Regions from separate parts of the Mus musculus genome. Here regions 2, 3 and 4 are each linked to region 1. A link is a contact called in public HiChIP or PLAC-seq, Micro-C and promoter capture Hi-C data. All regions are on one chromosome and are shown on one strand. Each heading gives the region's core, a stretch centred on a gene start, on an enhancer-like site or on the middle of the called end of the contact. The rest is flanking DNA. Distances are from core to core; before and after follow the strand shown. Region 1 holds the start of Cep135 (centrosomal protein 135). Region 2 overlaps Gm52818 (a long non-coding RNA gene). Region 3 has its middle 12 kb from the start of Gm34369. Region 4 has its middle 25 kb from the start of Gm34369.

Evidence for each region. Promoter capture Hi-C pulls out the DNA fragments that hold promoters and counts their contacts. Hi-C and Micro-C count contacts between places; a contact is called where the count stands out from the background. HiChIP or PLAC-seq counts read pairs in DNA pulled down with a chosen protein or histone mark.
Region 2: an H3K4me3 HiChIP or PLAC-seq map of embryonic midbrain shows a contact between it and region 1, with 6 times the contacts expected there. The contact joins the enhancer-like site here to the promoter of Cep135 in region 1. A contact is called at or near these places in 10 of 39 promoter capture datasets (the C10 cell line, the HPC-7 cell line, cranial neural crest and 6 more), 6 of 484 Hi-C or Micro-C datasets (MC3T3-E1-derived osteoblasts, the N1E-115 cell line, bladder smooth muscle and 2 more), 15 of 115 datasets of contacts at active chromatin or transcription factors (bone marrow-derived macrophages, craniofacial prominence, embryonic basal ganglia and 8 more) and 4 of 9 other capture datasets (adipose tissue, liver, macrophages and 1 more).
Region 3: a contact with region 1 is called in a promoter capture Hi-C map of the HPC-7 cell line. The contact joins the enhancer-like site here to the promoter of Cep135 in region 1. A contact is called at or near these places in 10 of 39 promoter capture datasets (the HPC-7 cell line, HPC-7-derived erythroid cells, cranial neural crest and 7 more), 1 of 484 Hi-C or Micro-C datasets (nephron progenitors), 7 of 115 datasets of contacts at active chromatin or transcription factors (the 230-238 cell line, bone marrow-derived macrophages, craniofacial prominence and 4 more) and 3 of 9 other capture datasets (embryonic stem cells, liver and pancreatic islet).
Region 4: a Micro-C map of the G1E-ER4 cell line shows a contact between it and region 1, with 2.8 times the contacts expected there. The contact joins the enhancer-like site here to the promoter of Cep135 in region 1. A contact is called at or near these places in 9 of 39 promoter capture datasets (the 3T3-L1 cell line, the HPC-7 cell line, HPC-7-derived erythroid cells and 5 more), 15 of 484 Hi-C or Micro-C datasets (the C2C12 cell line, the G1E-ER4 cell line, the HL-1 cell line and 6 more), 2 of 115 datasets of contacts at active chromatin or transcription factors (embryonic stem cells and stem cell-derived neural progenitor cells) and 1 of 9 other capture datasets (embryonic stem cells).

What each region holds. Positions count from the first base shown.
Region 1 is chr5:76,587,204-76,590,214 of GRCm38.p6, forward strand. Cep135 (centrosomal protein 135) reads left to right here and starts at 1,496. Exons shown (of 26, transcript NM_199032.3): 1 at 1,496-1,721.
Region 2 is chr5:76,826,391-76,829,401 of GRCm38.p6, forward strand. Gm52818 (a long non-coding RNA gene) reads right to left here. Exons shown (of 3, transcript XR_003955936.1): 2 at 1-3,011. It also overlaps a transcript of Cracd not described here. Among named protein-coding and RNA genes, the nearest start is that of Gm52818, 2.9 kb to the right of the region's middle. Within about 2 kb of position 1,466, at least 1 of the 459 cell types and tissues checked has an H3K27ac peak or open chromatin away from gene starts, as enhancers often do.
Region 3 is chr5:76,788,224-76,791,234 of GRCm38.p6, forward strand. It overlaps a transcript of Cracd not described here. Among named protein-coding and RNA genes, the nearest start is that of Gm34369, 12 kb to the left of the region's middle. Within about 2 kb of position 1,453, at least 1 of the 459 cell types and tissues checked has an H3K27ac peak or open chromatin away from gene starts, as enhancers often do. A contact at or near this core is called in the HPC-7 cell line, where this site is marked.
Region 4 is chr5:76,751,180-76,754,190 of GRCm38.p6, forward strand. It overlaps a transcript of Cracd not described here. Among named protein-coding and RNA genes, the nearest start is that of Gm34369, 25 kb to the right of the region's middle. Within about 2 kb of position 1,427, at least 10 of the 459 cell types and tissues checked have an H3K27ac peak or open chromatin away from gene starts, as enhancers often do. A contact at or near this core is called in the G1E-ER4 cell line, where this site is marked.

The sequences.
Region 1 (3,011 bases), core at 246-2,745:
CTGCTTCTCTCAAGCAGTTTTAAAGTGAGCCATCAATATAATGTTAGCCATCACATCCCCAGTGACACACTTTTCCCAACAAGGTCACACCTCCTAATCCTTCCCAGACAGTTCCACCAACTAGGGGTCATGCTATTCAAGTATATGAGGCTATAGGGGCCAATCTCCTTCAGACCACCACATTTCAGATCTAAACTACAGCATCAGTTTTCAGTGAAAGCAACTCTTTTACCTTTACATCTGGCTTTCTTCCTCCTTACAATCAGGACCCCACCAGCCTCTAGGCAAACCTCATTCTAAGTGTTTCAGGAACTCCTGTTGGTGCTGATATTAAGTCTACAAAGCTCACTTTCTGTGGTGAGGGCATCTGTTTTCCTCCATGCCTCCACAGCCATGCAATTTGCTTAAAGCGCTAGGACTTGGGTGGGAAGCAGCAGCATTCTGCATTCTCATCTTTCAAGTTTTGTGTGCCAGGATCCCTGACCTTAGGCCTCGGAGGTCAGCAGTGACCCTGACTCTGGGTTATCAATGCCACTTGGAACAAAGGCTAACTGTAGCTTTCAATCCCATGTACCCCGTTGTATTTCTTCACTGAGTTTTGTTCTAACATTTAGTTGGTGTGTGTTTGGGGTAAGGGGGGCCACCAATGTTATCTATCTTCACTAGATGGCTATGCACAGCCAATTTCTGATATTTATGACTTTTTTTAAAAAAGATATTTGTCTTTACATAAACATATGCTTACTTGTATATGTGCAAGATGGTATAAAAATCTCTACAGGATTCATTAGCTCCTTAAAACTTCCAATTAAAAACGGACAAAGCACACAAAATGGAGACTGAGACGTGAAAACAAAGAATGAATCGGCACAGAGCAATTCACATCCCAACATACAGTTCCGTGCTGAGCAGTGGACAAAGTACATAGTCAGAGGAAAGGCCGGCTTGGTAAGGAATATAAGCAGAAACAAACAACAAAAGAAAACAAAACACGCACAAACAAAAACTCAACTCTTAACCATCTAGAAAGTTTTTAGGAGAGTGGTGGACTCTGGGGATTTGACCATGATCTTTGTAACCATGAGCAAGCTATTGTAAGCAATTCATTTCAATTTAACATTTACAAATACTGTGACAGATGCTAGAGAAATACAGTTGAATAAAAGAATATCTGATTCAAGGAGCCCACAATTGGAAGCAGCAGGGAGAAACGTAAACAAGTAGGTTTTGATGGTCGGATTCTATTCTGGGGGTTTACATGGGTACGGGGCAATAACTGTTATCAAGTGGTAGCCAGGAGAAGCTGCAAGGACAGTGACATCCAGGGGGAAGACAGGGCGATCAGCAGAAATTCACCTGTGAAAGGTCATTGGGGGTTAGCTGATGGTTACCGCCAGCGGCCAGTTGGCAAGGTCCTCGGGCACCGCAGAGGTTCGGGCTCCCCGCCAGGGGGCGCCGTAGCCCCGGCATCGGCCGGCCGTTACGTTTCCGGGCACCGAGGGCCGAAAGCCGCCATCTCCGGGCGGCCGGCGCGCGCGCCGCCACTGTGGGCCGCTCCGGTCCGTTACCGGGGCAACGGCGGCGCTCCCTCCTTGTGGGCCGCGACCGTCTCTCTCCGCGCCATTTTCAAACCGCGCTCGTGCCGGAGCCATTGGCCGCAGCAGGACGAGCCAGCGGGGACAGCGGGTCCGGAGGGCGATGTACCTCGGGACGGAGCGGCGGTGAGGCGCACCCGGGGGAGGCCGCGGGGGCTGGGCCGGGTCGCGGGGCCTCCGGGGCGGTCCCCACCCCCACCCCCGAGCGAGGGCGGGAGCCCGGGCGCTGCCGGGAGGAAGTGCGGGAGGGCGGCGCGGGGACCGTCCCACAGTCCGTCGGTCCGTCCGTCCGTCCGTGCGGCCCGGGGCCGACCCGAGGAGAACTGCCGTTCCACCCTCCGGCCTGAGCCGGGGAAGGACTGCTTGGCCGCTCCGGCCCGTGCCCTTTGCGGTGCCCGCACTCTGGTGTTGGTTTTTTTAAACGCTACTGTATCCGCAGGTTGCATATTTCTGAGAAAGTAAGAGGTGCCCGCTTTGAGACAACAACGCCCCAGGGTTTAGTGGACAGCTAGTTGTAACTGCGGAACCTACCCTTTTCGGCTGTTTTGATTTAAAGCTTGTGATCTGGAATATAGGGGAAACCCTAATATGTACATATCACCCCCCAGCCTGGAGGACTTTACTTATTATGGCCCATGGTCTTTTGATTCGTATTCTCATTCTGCCTTCATGAAGGATGGAGAAAGATGGTTTCCTGGTACCCGGAGTTGGCAGCTGTCAAGGAGGGGGCATAGTTCTTGGAGTTTGCCCCGCTAATTTATCTTGTCAGATGTTTTTCTTGTGAGCACAGGAGTTTCTGTAAAACACCTCCGGCATCAATCAAGTCCTTTTGTGGAGGGACCTAGAAAGCCCTAGGGGAAGCCTCTAAAAGAAGATCCTAGATTTGTTAACGGGGATAACCAAGAAGAAACACTAATTTAGAAGTAGCCCTGTGGTTGGGGAAGCTATTTTCTTGGGACAGCCTTCTTGGCTTTATGCTTTAAATAGGAACGGTGACATTGGTACTCGATCCCACAATGGGTGTTTGGAGCATCAGGTTTTGCATGTATTCATTTATGTGCACTTATAATTTTTACTAGTGGTGAAGGACATAATTTTTATTTGATTTAGAAACATGAGTTCTATGACTACAATTTTTTGGCAAAGGTTAGAAATGGTCTCTGCATAACTCAATTTTAGGGCAGATTGGTAGAGATAATAAATAATCATAGGTGTTTGAGAAGACAAGTATAACAGCTGGAGGTATTGCCCAGTAAAGAGTGCTCTCCTACCATGTCATAGGCTCAGTGCTTAACCCTGGATACGGTAAACAAACAAGCATAGAAATAGACAAGCATAAAAATGTATACTGAGCTACTTACATGTGTGTTACTTAAAAAAAAAAAAAAAAGGAAGTAAGATTGGGCCTGGTGGTAC
Region 2 (3,011 bases), core at 216-2,715, 240 kb after region 1:
AGGGAAAAGTAGAAGAGGGGATAGTCTTACATCTCTTTCTGTAGGCGTGTGCTAACTTTGCACAATGAACAGGGAAAGATGTCACAAGCAAAACAAACAAACAAACACCCACAGACAAATGTCCTCATGATTTAGGCACACATATTTTGCTCATTTGAAAGATTAAAGTGGACCAACCTGGGCTACAAAGAAAGGCCCTGTCCAAAAATATTCTAAGGAATCCATACTTATGAAAAGTTACTAGACTTATGAGAAGAGTTGAGTCGGGTTACAGGAAACCAAGTTGGAGCTTTTGTGTCTCCACTGAGTTCAAGGGATGCAAAATCCTCCAGAGAATGAAGGAAACACTTGCCAAGTGGTATTTCTGGGAAGAGCCTTATATTGGGGGACAGGTAAAGAACTTTTACAATTCCATAATAAAAGACCAAAACCTTTTTTAAAAAAATTAGGCAAAGGATTTAGGTAGACATTTCTGAGAGAGAGAGAGCTGTTAAAATAAGCCATACTTGTTCAACAGGGAAATATGTCATAGACATCAGCTACAGCCCAAAAGACATATTTTTTAAAAGTATTGGCAAGAATGTGTAGTGGTTAGAACCTTCGTCCGTTGGTGGTAAAGCATAAATTGATAAAATGATTTAGGGCAGGGACTGGAGAGATGACTCAGTGGTTTAAAAAGCACATACTGCTCTTCCAGAAGACCCAAGTTCAATTCCCAGCACCAACATCAGGCAGCTTACAACCACTTGTAATTCTGGGGAAGCCAATAACCTCTGGCCTCCAAGGACGCTCTGTGCTCACGTATACACAATTAAAAGGAATAGCAATCTTTTTAAAGAAGGATTTACAATAAGGTCGAGACTTTATCTACTACCTTTACTTTACAAACAGTGAAACGGAGCGGCAAAGAGATGCTGTTAGCGATGTGGCTCTAACATCAGGCTGCACTTTTAGGCATGGTGGCTTTCATCTGGAGCAATCCCATCTGTATTCCCTTCACTTAACCCCTCCTTGATCTCCCCCCTGGGGAAGCAAGTCCCCCTCTGCTCCACTCGGACTCATCAGCCTGTTAATTTTGCATAGCTGTGACCAGACTGTTCCAGTCTACATCTGCTGGTTTTCATGCACTTGGTTAACACATCCCAACAGTGGGAGCGTGTGTCTGAAAAAACACTGTCCACTTCATGGCAGACAGGAAACAAAGAGAAAGACAGGACAAGGCCGGGGGGACCCCCCCCTCCAAGGACCCCACACACACTCTCCAGCTAACTGCCACCTAAAAACTTTACAGAGCCTCTTGAAATAGTGTCACCAACCAAAGACCAAACCTCCACCTCCTGAGCCCTTCTTCTCAAAGCATGACTAAGTCTCCCCCAGTATTCTCGAAGCTTCTTCACCTTCCCATAACAGTGAGTCTTAGGACCTACTGTGCTTGCATTTCCAGCCCCTAGCCCTGTGGCTGGTGTGTCCCAGGTATTCGGTAATTATTGGACGAACAAATGCATGTATGCTGCATTTTTTACTTTCCTGATGATTCCCCCTGTAACACATCAGTATTCGCCTAATCCCCCCTCATTTCCCCCCTGTGATAAAGAACATCGCCATCCCTCACTCTCTGGAAAAGGAAAGGTAAATTGAACAGGAACAGAGAAGTTTAAGGAAAAAAACAAAAACAAAAAACTGTTGGATGGAAAATCGAAACCGGCTAGCAGTCGACCTGGACTGTGCAAGTCTAGGGAAAGAGCTATTGACGAGCCAGCAGGAGCAGTTTTGAGGGACGAAGCACAGGAAGAGGTGGGATTTGTCTTGTGAATGCAGAAGTTGACCCTCTTGTGCGGGGTGACCCGAGGCCAGCCAATCCCTGGATCTGCTAAGCCAACAAGCCATCTCTCCCGGGATTATCATAAGGTCAAAATGTGCACATGATATTGCAGAATCTGTTTTAAAGCCCTTAATAAACACAACGCGATATTACCAAAGATAGAGACACCGCTGCCTGCGTTTTACTTCCAGAGCACAAGCCTAGAGGAAATTGGTTCACATGGTAGCGAGGGAGGTTTATGAAGAGATCTTTTTTCCACATGGAACAACCGAGAAGGACGGTAGATAGTAGGGAGTCCAAAGGAGTCCAGAGCTTGGGAGACTTGCTACCTGATCTCTTGTGTCCTGTGATGAAGGGACGATTAGAGAACCCTCTAGCTCCCACCTCTTTTCCCTTGAATATGTGTGACATACCCTGTTCAATTGTAATTGACAGGCAACTCAGTACTCTGTGGTCAACTAAGCACCACATATTTTTAGAGGATCCCGGAGTCCAGGATGTGTGTTGAAGATACCACACCTGATAGAGTCTGGTTCCAGTTCCAGTTCCAGTTTTGGTGGGGGTTTTTTTTCCCCCAACAACTGTACTTTGTTTGATGAGGATATTTAATTGCTCATTAGCATTTCATTTGAATGAGGCTCATGGATCTATTTAGAAAGAAAACTGCTGATCAATTGCAGTTGCCCCGTTGTCATGGAAACAAGCTGAAATTGGACTGTAATTATATTTCCTTATGTCTGAAGTCATCGCTATAGTAATTACCCAATATCTATGGTACCAAATTACATGATGCTTGTCCAAAAAGAAAGAGAGAGAGAGAAAGAGAGAGAGAGAAGACAAAGGATAAGAAGGCAGGGGGTGGGGAGCACGCTGGCCTGAGGCAGCATTCACCGTGCAGCTGTTGAGAGCCTTCAGACGCAGATGGGAGAATTTCCCTCTGTAGGCTGTGACTCCAGGGTGCCATCAGTGGGTCCTGGAAGCTGTCCAGCCCTTGAGTGGTAGCTGGGAAGCTGTTAGGCAGGATGATTTTAGTTCTACAGAGGGCACAGTTACAGTGTCAACAGTCACTACATATATCACCTGATAGTGGAAAGTATGGAGGACATAGTGATCAGCAATGCCATTGAGATCTTGTCAGGGGCTGTAGATGGCTCATCAGTTAAGAGCACTGGTTGCTCTTCCAGAGGAC
Region 3 (3,011 bases), core at 203-2,702, 200 kb after region 1:
GCCAGATCCTGACTAGGGGAAATCGTTTTCTGACCACTCATAAACTCTTCCCTTGTCCATTTAGCTATTGTTCTGTACTATCAGCAAACGAAGGGGGAGTGTGAGCTGAGCCCTGCAAGATGAAACACTGGGCTTTGTGGGGTAGTACTCAGCATTGTGGCTCCACATGAAGCTACCCGGTGAACCTTCTGATTTGCATGCAATCACATTGCATTAGAATCCTGTTTTTAAAGAGAAGACACTCATACAATGGCCCAATTAAGTTCCAATCCTGGGACGCATGGCAGAAGGAGAAAACCATCTCTCTAAAGTCATCCTCTGACCTCCACACATTGCTTGTGGCAAATGCATGCCCACGTATGTGCATGCACACATACATGCATATACACACAAATAAAATAAAAAGGTAGGAACCATTGCTAATGATGGGTGATTGTTGATTGGTTGAAGCTAACCACTGGCCCGACAGAGGCATATTGTGAATATTTAATGACTGAAGAATGAAATTATATTAAGCCATCCCACTATATGGGCATTTGAGGGGAATCTAGATTTGGATATGAGCTCCGTGTTTGCTTTTCATCTTTTTGTTTCTGGTGTCCCACTGCATAATGGCTTTTGAGGAGGAGAGAATCATAGATATTAAAAAAAACACAAACACAAACCTGTACTCTCTGCTCATTAGCCTGTTAAATTAGCCTTCATCCTTTAGTGGCCTCAGAAGCCAATGGTACACTGCATTTTATTATGATGATTTTGAGTCAGCAAAATACTAAGACCGTTCTCTACATTCTATGTTAAGAAGAGTTTTAAAGCTTCCCATTGAATGTAGTTCATAGTGTGAGCTATTATGTCAGTGAGACTTTTGTGTCTGTGACAGGAACAATTTACCTGAGAGAAATAATTTTTAAAAACGGAACGATCCATTTTGACTTTCGGTTCCAGAGGTTTCGAGCCAGCATTGGCTGGATCTGTTGCTTCAGAGCTGAGATAAAGTGGAGTGTCGTGCCAGAGAGGCTCTAATGGATTGGGTAGACTCACACAGCATCCAGGAGGATGAGGAGGATGGGAAGGGGCTCAGCTCTCTGGATCCTCCAGAAAACACGCCTCTAAGACCTGCTTCTGCCAACCAGGACCCACCTCCCAATAATTTGATCAACTTTGGAATCCTCAGGGGATTAATCAGTTGATGAAATCAAATCTCTCATAATCTAGTCACTTCCCCAAGGCCCCAATAGCTAGAGCTGTGTATGTGTGTGTAGGTGTATATATACATATATACATCTACACACACACATATATACTCACACATACACACACACACACACACACACACATATGTGCTAAAACACTTGCCTAGCATACACGAGGCCCTGGGTTCAGTCTATAGCACTGAAAAAAGAACCTGCACTCGCTTCCTGTTCGACCAGACGATTACAATGACTTCGCACACAGTTGTATAAACAGCTCATTTTTTTTCTACCCATTGAATTTCTTCTGCAGATGGGCTTAGGAGATAACCATAGTCAGACTTGGTACTTAAAGGCTTGACAAATTCAGAGCCAGGCCACAAGAACGAGGAAGAGAATCTCAGCTTCACAGACAGACCCTCTTGGACAGAATTGCCGATGATGAGGCCGTGGACTGGAGTGACGTGTCTTTGGTAACAAAGGAAACTTCTCGGCCTTTTATGAATCTACTAATAGCTCCTGGCCTTGTATTTCCTTTGTGGCTGGCTTATGGAAGGGACATTTGCGACAGAGAGCTGCCAACTTTAGTAAAGGGCCACAAAACTACCAGCTTTGAGTGATTCATGGACTAAGCAGAGACTCTTGGGCAATTTGTAGTACATAAATATTTATAGTTACCACTTAAACAAATGGGTGTATCCATGTTCTGATAAAACTTTATGTACAAAACCAAAAGCAGTACAGACTCCTTTAAAGATAATTATGTGGTGGTGGCGCACGCCTTTAATCCTAGCATGCTAGAGGCAGAGGCAAGCAGATCTCTGAGGTTGAGGCTAGGCTGGCCTACAGAGTGAGTTCCAGGACAGCCAAAGCTGCACAGATGCATCCTGTCTGGAAGAGAAAAAAAGAAATTCTGAAACGAGTGGTATTTCCCATTGTCAGTCATGGGTATATTGTGTCTCCCACATACACATTGCCTTATCGAAGGTAACTGGTTTCTATTTTCAAGTCATCAATGATCTTCCTGGTTACCTCTTTTTAATCATAGCCTCCCCTCCCCCTTCCCCTTCCCCTCCCCCCTCTCTCCCTCCCCCTTCCCCTTCCCCCTCCCCCTCTTCCCCTTCTCCCTCCCCCTCCTCCTTCCCCCTCCCCCTTTCCCTTCCCCTCCCCCCTCTCTCCCTTCCCCTTCCCCCTCCCCCTCCTCCTTCTCCCTCCCCCTTTCTCCCTCCCCCTCCCTCTCTCCCCCTCCCCCTTTCTTTCTCCCTCTTCCCCCTTCCCCCTCCCCCTCCCCCCTCTCTCCCTCCCCCTCCCCCTCCCCCCTTCCCCCTTCTGTCCCTCAGGAACTGCTTAACTCATCTCCACCTGTAGTTCAGTGAAGGCCCAGCATTGATGCTAATTTTCTTTCTTTAAGCAGGAAATACATAAGGAGAATACCCACCAAGTTCTGAGCTGGCACACCTGCCCTGCACCCCAGCCCTGAGCCTGGTACCCCCACTCGCTGGCCCTCCATCTCATCATAATCCACGCATTTCTGTGACCCCATCCTCAGTGACTACTAAGCTCTGTGTTGAAATCTAAACAAATAGCTGGAACGTGTGTTACTGGTGACCTATTCTGGGTCACATGCCGGCACATGTTTGTGTGTAAGTAGGAGACCCTTTACGAGAAAGAAATTTAATCTTCAAACAGAAACAAGACCTCAACACAATGAACAATTAAACATTAGATGATTTAACCAATACAGCTTAACAAGTGAATACACAAGTATGGCTTAGTACCAAGTGTATTAAATATAAATATTAAAATGTGCAATTCAGACAT
Region 4 (3,011 bases), core at 177-2,676, 160 kb after region 1:
GGAGAGGAAGAATTGAGTACACTAATTATTATATAGCTCTGTGTGCTTGTGTGCACAAAGGATTCCTGGAAAGATATGGAAGGCCCAGATTGGTCGGATCCCAGGATACCTTTTAGATGGAGGGATTTGGGAAAAACAAGAGGGCCAGGTACCTTTTCTTCTACTGCTGTGGTGCAGGGGATGAGATGGTTTTTACAGAGCCTGCTGTTAGCACTTCAGCAACTGACTGCAAACCAACACATGGAGACAAATAGGATCATTGAGGCTGCAGGCTTTCCTGGTTGATGACTAGATGATTCTCCAGTCTAGTGTCAGGGAGATGCAGTTATTGCCTAAGCTGTGCTTGTGAATAAGCTGTCTTGATGAAACTGGAGCTAAGCCAATCAATCAGCTTATTCTTCTGCAGCTCCTGAAATGACCTTAAGCCATCAGGGGCTAGGTATGTCTGGATGGTGGGAGTGTATTCCTACTGTTTGAGAGTGGGCTAGTATGGGATTTCTTTTCATAGCTAAACCAGGAGAGAATCTCTACAATATTCCAAAGTCCCAGTATGGGAGAGTACAGCTAGGTGAATCGTGAAGTGGAGGGAGAGAGTAGAGAACGAGATGTTACAGGTTTGGGAGTGGCTGGCTGTCTTTGCTCTGTGTCTGAAGCCTAAAGAATTGTTACCATCTGACTGGGAGCCTTGGGTCAGGGAATGGTATTCTCAAAGGAAAGGGCCCAGGAGGTGTTCTCAAAGTTTGCCTTCTCTCCCTGGCAGCAGGTTCTAGATTCTTCATCAAAGCCTCAGCCTTCAGGTCCGAACCCTAGCTGTGACCTCAAGGCTATAGTAAATTAATAGCTGCTTATTCTCCAGGCAAGTGTCAGTGGGGATGCAGTTACCCACTAAGATGTGCTTGTGAACACCGACCTTTGAGAAGCTGGAAATAAAGCAGATGGGTCACTCATCTGCAATTCAAGCATCCACAAAGGTATTTATCTGCTGAACTACTTTACCAAAAACAATGGAGCCGGTTCTGTGGACCATGGTCAGGTTCTGTTTGTACTTTCACTGAGCCACAGAACAAAACCCTTCCTTTGTCCTTCGTCCTCCTCCCCCTCTGCCCTCTGTAATGGAGTAGCATCTTGATGCCACCGACACAGGCACAGAGGACCCTTCCTTCCCTGTCCTTCTGTTCCCTGCACATCATGTGCTTTCTGGTTTGGTTGGAGTGATAGTTGCAGTCCCCACCAGTTTGGGTTCTTTGTGGATATTTTACTCATGCTGTTACCTCTGCGGGATGGGATCACGAGTCACAGGGACAGTGGGGTGTCAAGTGGAAGGTCTCAGCAAAACCCAGAAAAAAACAAACAACCCCTATACTCATCCTATTGTATGAGAAACAATAGGAGCTGGGACTGGGTGTGTTTCTATAGAAGAGCATTTGTCTAGCTTCCATAAGGGCACAGCATGGGTTTTATGCCTCCTGCACTGCAAGGGATGGAAAGATCCAGAGAGGGGAAAGGGAGAGAGGGGAAGAAAAGAAGAAGAGGAAGTGACGTGGATAGCCGGGAGAGGAGAGGAGCGTAGGGTAGAGACTCATCCTGGATATTCTTGTGTGATAGCAAGGACATTGATAATTTGTTTAGGGGGTTGGTAAGTGTTGGGTATGGGCACAAGCTTAGAGAGGTAAAGTGGGGCCAGTCTGTGGATCCCGGGATGCCACACTCACAAACTTACTGTGCGAGTACCCAGACGTAATCACATGTTTCGTAGAAAGAGAGTAACTTATGCAAACAGGATGCGCTGAATTAATTTGCTGAATCATAGGATACTGCAGCCTCGTCAGGCCTGCTGAGATGAGAGCCTGGATCAGGGCGGTGACAGAGATAGCAAGTCAAAGAGACAAATAAAATTAAAAACAATAAATGAACAATAAACCCAAACAACCAGACATGGAGAGTCATGGAGAATCAACCTGTCTAATGGCCGGTATTAGTGCTCGAACAGCTACACTGACTTTATAGCTGGTAAGGAACAGACAGTCCCTTTGAAGATTTATCTGTGGAGGAGAGTGTATGGAGGGCTCAGTGCAGCTAGGAAGACACAGAACCAAGGAAAAGAAAGGAGGAAAGTGTATAGTGACCTCAGATAACAGCATCCTGTATTGTGGATCTATAGGTAGGAGGGTTGTGAGTGTTCGATGCAAATTGAGCAAGAGTTTTACTTGGAACTCAGAAGGTGTAAGTGTTTTTCGAAAGTGGAATGTGAGCAGACTGGTGAGCAGTAATTTGGGGAGTTAAGAGAACAGTGTTGAGATGGTGGGGTAGCAGGCATAGACAGTGGAGCTGGCAGGCATAGATGATGGAGCTGGTAGGGATAGGAATGGAGCTAGCAAAAATAGATGATAGAGCTAGCAGGAATAGATCATGAAGCTAGCATACATAGATAATGGAACTAGCAAGAATAGATCGTGAACCTAGCAGACATAGATCATGAACCTAGCAGACAAGGATAATGGAGCTAGCAGACATAGATGATGGACTTAGCAGACATAGATAATGGAGCTAGCAGAAATAGATGACTTGCCTCTGAAATGTAATGGTGAAAAGAGAATGTGAAATAAAAATAAATAATAGCAAGAGTCTTGCAGATTATCCCAACCGATTAAGATGTGTTTTCTCTACAATGGAAAGATAGGAAAACATAGGACGGTGCAGGTGCTCTGAAACCCCGCTCCGAGCTGCCTCCTTTGATAAGGTGTGTGTGTTGGGGGCGGGGGGTTACCAATGACAATGCTTTTATTTTACTTTTAGCTTTATAGATTTCATATCTAGGCTAAAATAAGGGTCTCCTGACCTGAAGTCCAGACCATTCCTGCTGTGCCCTGCTGTCTGTAGGGGAGGACAGGGAGGAAAGTATCACTATTCAGGTCATGCTGTTCACTGAGAGTCACCAAAACCCACAAGTGTCACCTGTTGCTAATGAGAAAGGGGGTGAGGGCTGGAGAGATGCTTCCGCTGTTAAAGGC